Regions from separate parts of the Sus scrofa genome. Here region 1 is linked to region 2. The links are chromatin contacts, called in public HiChIP or PLAC-seq maps. All regions are on one chromosome and are shown on one strand. Each heading gives the region's core, a stretch centred on a gene start, on an enhancer-like site or on the middle of the called end of the contact. The rest is flanking DNA. Distances are from core to core; before and after follow the strand shown. Region 1 overlaps UBE2G1 (ubiquitin-conjugating enzyme E2 G1). Region 2 holds the start of ANKFY1 (rabankyrin-5).

The links. HiChIP or PLAC-seq counts read pairs in DNA pulled down with a chosen protein or histone mark.
Region 1: an H3K27ac HiChIP or PLAC-seq map of alveolar macrophages shows a contact between it and region 2. The contact joins the enhancer-like site here to the promoter of ANKFY1 in region 2. A contact is called at or near these places in 1 of 5 promoter capture datasets (liver), 3 of 47 Hi-C or Micro-C datasets (heart right ventricle, liver and skeletal muscle) and 2 of 2 datasets of contacts at active chromatin or transcription factors (alveolar macrophages and skeletal muscle).

What each region holds. Positions count from the first base shown.
Region 1 is chr12:50,351,762-50,354,606 of Sscrofa11.1, reverse strand. The region is part of intron 1 of UBE2G1 (ubiquitin-conjugating enzyme E2 G1); the gene reads left to right. Among named protein-coding and RNA genes, the nearest start is that of UBE2G1, 15 kb to the left of the region's middle. Within about 2 kb of position 1,321, at least 2 of the 83 cell types and tissues checked have an H3K27ac peak or open chromatin away from gene starts, as enhancers often do. A contact at or near this core is called in alveolar macrophages, where this site is marked.
Region 2 is chr12:50,250,538-50,253,345 of Sscrofa11.1, reverse strand. ANKFY1 (rabankyrin-5) reads left to right here and starts at 1,485. Exons shown (of 25, transcript XM_013981229.2): 1 at 1,485-1,602. The coding sequence starts at 1,593.

The DNA of each region.
Region 1 (2,845 bases), core at 72-2,571, 100 kb before region 2:
TCCCAGGCTAGGGGTTGAATTGGAGTTTTACAGCTGCTGGCCTACACCACAGCCACAGCAACTCTGGATCTGAGCTGTGTTTGTGACCTACACCACAGCTCATGACAACTCCAGATCCTCAACCCACTGAGCGAGGCCAGGGATCAAACCCACATCCTCATGGTTACTGGCTGGATTTGTTTCCACTGCACCACAACAGGAACTCCTATTATTATTATTATTATTAACTTTTTTTTAAGCCTCCTGGTGGCATGTAGAAGTTCTCAGGCCTGGATCGAACCTGAGCAATAGCAGTGACATTGCCAAATCCTTAACCACTAGGCCACAAGGGAACTCCCTATTATTAACCATTTCAGAGATTAAAGTAAAATTGATTTATAATATTGCGTTAATTTCCAGTGGACAGCAAAGTGATTCTGTTAAGAATATTCAAGAAGGAGCTCCTGTTGTGGTTCAGCGGTAACGAACCCGACTAGTATGCATGAGGACAGTGGTTTGATCCCTTGCCTTGCTCAGTGGATTAAGGATCTGGCATGGCCCTGAGCTGCAGTGTAGGCTGCAGACACAGCTCGGATCTGGCATTGGGGCTGCGGTGTAGGCCGGTAGCCTCAGCTCCAATTCGACCCCTAGCCTGGGAACTTCCATGTGCCTGAGTGTGGTTCTAAAAAGACAAAAAAAAAAAAAAAAAGAATATTAAAGAACATTTTTTAGATTCTTCTCCATTATAAGTTATTACAAGATATTGAATATATTTCCCTGTGCTATACAGTAGGTCCTTGTTGTTTGTCTATTTTATATGCAGTAATGTGTATTTGTTAATCCCATACTCCTAATTTATCTCGCGCCAACCTCCCCTAGTAAGTTCTGATCAGGGTAGTTTGAGGTGCCCATGGGACACTTGCCCACCTCCTGGCCTTATCTGAACCTGGCTCTCTGCTAAGGACTCAGGTTCCTCAGCCCTCTCAAGAGAAGGATGTCTTCTCTCACATTTCATAGATCTCGGGGCCAGCAGGCTTCACAGAGTCACCCGGTTCCTCACTGCTGCTTCCCAACCTTTCTTCTCCTTTTTCTTCCCAAACTCTAGCTCTTTGAGGTCAATGCCACCCACTGTAGCATTTATTATTCTCTTAATTGCTATTATCCTTGGACCCATTCATCGGTGACTTTGCCTCCTGGTTCACAGCCTTTCCCCTCACCCCTACTCCAACGCTCATCCTGGGGAACTTAGTCACCCACATGGATGACCTAGCCAGTACTCTTGTCACCTCCTTGACCTCCTCTCTGCCCCTCCCCACCAGCCTCTCTCATGTTCACAGGGAAACAGCTCACCACCCATAACCTTACTTCAACTGAATTCTGAATTTCAAGCCACCCACCCTGACCACCACTTCCTACCCTTCTAGCCCATTTGCTTCAGTGACCACACCACACAGTTTTCAACCTCATCAAGACCTCATTATTTGAATCACTTTTACAGTATTCATCATCTCCTTTCTGTTTTCATTTCCTTCTTTTTGGCTGCCTACAGCAATGAGGGATCTGAGCCTCTTCTGTGACCTACACCACAGCTCACAGCAACCCCGGATCCTTAACCCACTGAGCTGAGGCCAGGGATTGAACCCAAGTCCTCATGGATACCAGTCGGATTCTTAACCTGCTGAGCCATGACGGGAACTCTGATTTCTTTCTTTACTCATGTTAGAGAAGAGTCCATTACTATAGGCACTCTCTTCACATGCCCTCAACAAACTTGCCTGCCTATTTCCATCTCAAACTCCATTCACTTAACTGGCTAGCTCCTAACTGTCAATGTACCCCAACTCCCAGACTTTTTCATGCCTGAACCTTAGCACCCGAACATTACCCACTCACCCCCCAAAATTACTCATCTGGACCTACGGGTTCCATTTTCAGTTCATGACCACAAACCTCAAATAAGCACTCAACACGAAGATCTCTATTTTTCCATCTTGCATTCAGCCTGCAACCCACTTTGCTCTGCCTGCTGTCAATGTCACTCCTTTAAAACTCTCCTATCAATGTCAAAACAGCTTTCTAGTTTCAAAATTCAATGCATGGGTCTGGGGGAGTATGAAGGGAATCAAAAGGTACAAACTTCCAGTTGTAAAATAAGTCACGGGGGGAATTTCCTGTCGTGGCGCAGCGGAAACGAATCCAACTAGGAACCATGGTTGCTGGTTCGATCCCTGGCCTTGATCAGTGGGTTAAGAATCTGGCATTGCTGTGAGCTGTGGTGTAGGTTGCAGACGTGGCTTGGATCTGCTGTTGCTATGGCTGTGGCTTTGGCCAGTGACTGTAGCTCCGATTCGACCCCTAGCCTGGGAACCTCCATATGCCATGGGTGCGGCCCTAAATAGGCAAAAGACAAAATAATAGTAGTAATAATAATAATACTGTATTGCATACTTGAAAGTTACTGAGAGAATAAATCTTAAAAGTTTTCACAATAAGAAGAAAAATGTTTTGTTAACTATGCGTGGCGATGGCCGGTAACTTGACTTATTGTGGGAATCTTGGTGTATTCACATATTGAATCACTATGCTGTACAAGTGAAATTAATATGTCATTTATACCTCAATAAAAAATTCTAAAAGCAGAGCAGAACACATAGATCATAGATATTTCTCTGAATAGAACAGTATTAATACTGGGACCACCTGCAGGTTAATGCTGGAAATTGCTTCATGGAACATTTTCCTAAAAGATTCAGAAGGCAAAGTGCACAGACATCAGGTGTGAAATGTCAGTAAATTCTTTCAGGTAGTGAAATACAAAACAGGTAGTAGGGTCATGCCTGGATGAGTTTTTTGTTTTTCGGTTTTG
Region 2 (2,808 bases), core at 236-2,735:
GGATTCGTTTGCATCATACCATGATAGGAACTCCAGGAACTATTTTCCTGAGCACATCATTGTTCTTAGTCATTTCAATACTCCCTCCCCTTCTACTTCCGAGGTGTGTCTCAGCCAGAATCCCTCCCTCTTGCTCAAAATTTTAACCCTATGACCCCCGTTTCCATGATCTAACCCCAAATTCCCTCTCCATTTCACCTTGCTACTCAGTAATGCTTAATCCCGGCAGCACCTAACAATTTTCCAACTTCAGATCCTCTGCCTTTTCTGTTCTGACACCCTCATCCTGTTCTCAGATCCTTCCTTCAACATACCATCTCTTGCTCTTGGCTCTTTTCTAAGGCCACCGCTTCCCCTGCACTCCTTAACTGCTGATGCTTCTAGGAGTGGGTACAACCAGCATTCTTTTGATTCTCCTTTTGAGTAAAAATCTGTTTGGAAAGGTTTCATGCTATTCAGTTATATTTAGCCCTCTTTTTGGTTAAAGTCATCCCCGCATTCACTAAAGATTTTAGCACCTGGTAATAATAAATTCCATTATTTAATTCTTGCTTCTCACTTTCACTTCCACTACTGTATTCCATGGCTCTGTACTAGACTACTTTTTTGTCTCCTAATACTATTTAACTTAGGAACTTCATTTTACTGCCCTAACACAAGGCTCTCATAACCTTGTTTACACTGCCCTAGTCTTCAATAGTATAGAGACCTGCAATTTTATGGCTCTATCCAGTCTGCACTGGAGCTGTATTCTCACAGTTACTCTCGATTTCCTTTTGGCAATAAATCCCAAGCCCTGGGCAAAAGCTACAAACCATATTCTCTGCTTCTGCAGCCAGGTGGCTGAGTTCTGCTAGAAAAAACGTGAACCATCCACATCCACAGGAGACACTTGAACCCAGGCCTTTGGAAGGTCTTCTTCTGATTCCTCTCCCAAATTTTCTTCACTCTCTTTTGATTCCCTTGCCCATGAACTTCAACCACAAAATTGATGTCATCAAGCCATCGTCCAGAGAGTCTTCCCTCCTTCACATCTATCTGCATGCATGTTCTTGTTTCCTAACGTTTTAGTAGAAAACGGTGATTTGCCTGTAATTTACAGTTCCTTCTCCTAAATTCCTTCTGCGTTCGCCTGCAGGGCATCCCGCCTCCGCAGGGACCTTGAACCTTCATTAAAAGCCTTTCCCTATTCTTTGGCTCTTTTCTCTCAGCCTCTCACAGCTTGACAAATAAACCTAAAAACCAAGAAAATCCCTTTCTCGATCCTCTCACAGCCAAGTTTTCCCAAAGAATAGTCTGTGCTCGCTGCGTCCAACCTTTTCAGTGCCCTGCCTACGGCCTGGAAAAGGACAGAACCCAGCCAATGCTTGATAGGTCCGGAGGCTCGAAAGTACTAGGTGAGGGGAGACTGGCTTTGGGTTCTTCTTCCTGTGTCCAGATACGCCCTTCACTTTCATTCACTGCTCTTTCCTAATCTCGATCCCGCCCTCAGCCTGGGCTTCAGGACTCTCGCGAGACCTGGGGCCTCCGTTACGCGCCGCCCCGCCTGAGCAGCGCACTTCTCGCGAGGCTGAGGCAGGGCCGGGCCCGACATGGCGGAAGGTAGGGTTTTTGTGGAGCAACGCGGGAAGGCGCGGAGCTGTGGGGGCGCTGCTGGTTGGGAGAAGCAGCCCTGGGAAGGAACGGCCGGGCGTGGTCGCTTGGGCACAGCGGGTCTCGCGAGCCTTCCTCTCCAGCCTCTGCCGGGCGCCTGGGGCTGGGGTCTTGAGCGCTATTCCTATGGCAACGCCCCTCCTGGCGTCCCGGACCCCACGGGACCGCGGCGAAGTGCGGCGCAGTTCGCGAGGCCCCTTGCCGGGAATGCGTGCAGCTGCGGAGATCCTGAGGAGGGCCGCCGGGGAGAGTCCTTTGATTACGGGCGGTGCTTGGGACTGCGGGGGAAGTGACCCTTCTCCTTAGGAAATCGAAACTGCTGTCCTGGCAGGTCCCGCATCCGGAAGGGGTACATCCCTCTCCTGCGGAAGAGCTTGGGACTCTAATCGGGGTGGAGTGTGGGGGTGAGCCGGGGCTGTCACTGCCCAACGCGCCCAGCGGGCGCGCGCTGTAGACTGTGGATGTCCCAGCAGCCCGGGGATTCGGGCCGGCCGGGATTCTCTCCCCAGGCTTACAGATGTGGACGGGAGGCGGGGGTTTGCTTGGTAGAGGAATTGAACAAGGTCACACTGCTTTTAAGAGATGTGCTATATCAGCCCCCGCCTCCTTTGCCTCTCAGTCCTTTCCTTACTCGCTTTTCAGGCATTCTCTTTATGACACTGCAGGTAAAGGCAGTTCGGCTTCTCAGGTTCTGTCTCCCTTAACTTAGCAATATTGGAATCCTTTATCATGAAAGCCTTGTACAGGTTGGAGGAGAAGAGGCCCAAAGATGGGGGTAAGCTGCCAGGGACCCTAAAGCGACGGGTCGAACCAGGCTAACTTGGTTCTCCTTTTCACCCCATGACTGGAGGAAAATACTCCTTATTTGACTAAATGTTTACTGAGTGACTGTATGGTACTGTTCCACCACCTGCCTATTGGTTTTGAGCTAAGCTTTGTCTGAACCCATCTTTACTTGGATCTTAGATTTTAGGGGCATCTGACACTCTGCAGGCTTTTCTTATTTGGATTAAACTTGGCAGCAACCTTGTGAAGGAGGCCTGGTGTGGTGTGTTACTTGTACTTTCTTTTATTTATTTTTTTATGTCTGCACCCATGGCATGTGGAAGTTCCCAGGCCAGGGATTGAATCTGAGCAGCAGCTGTGACCTGTGTC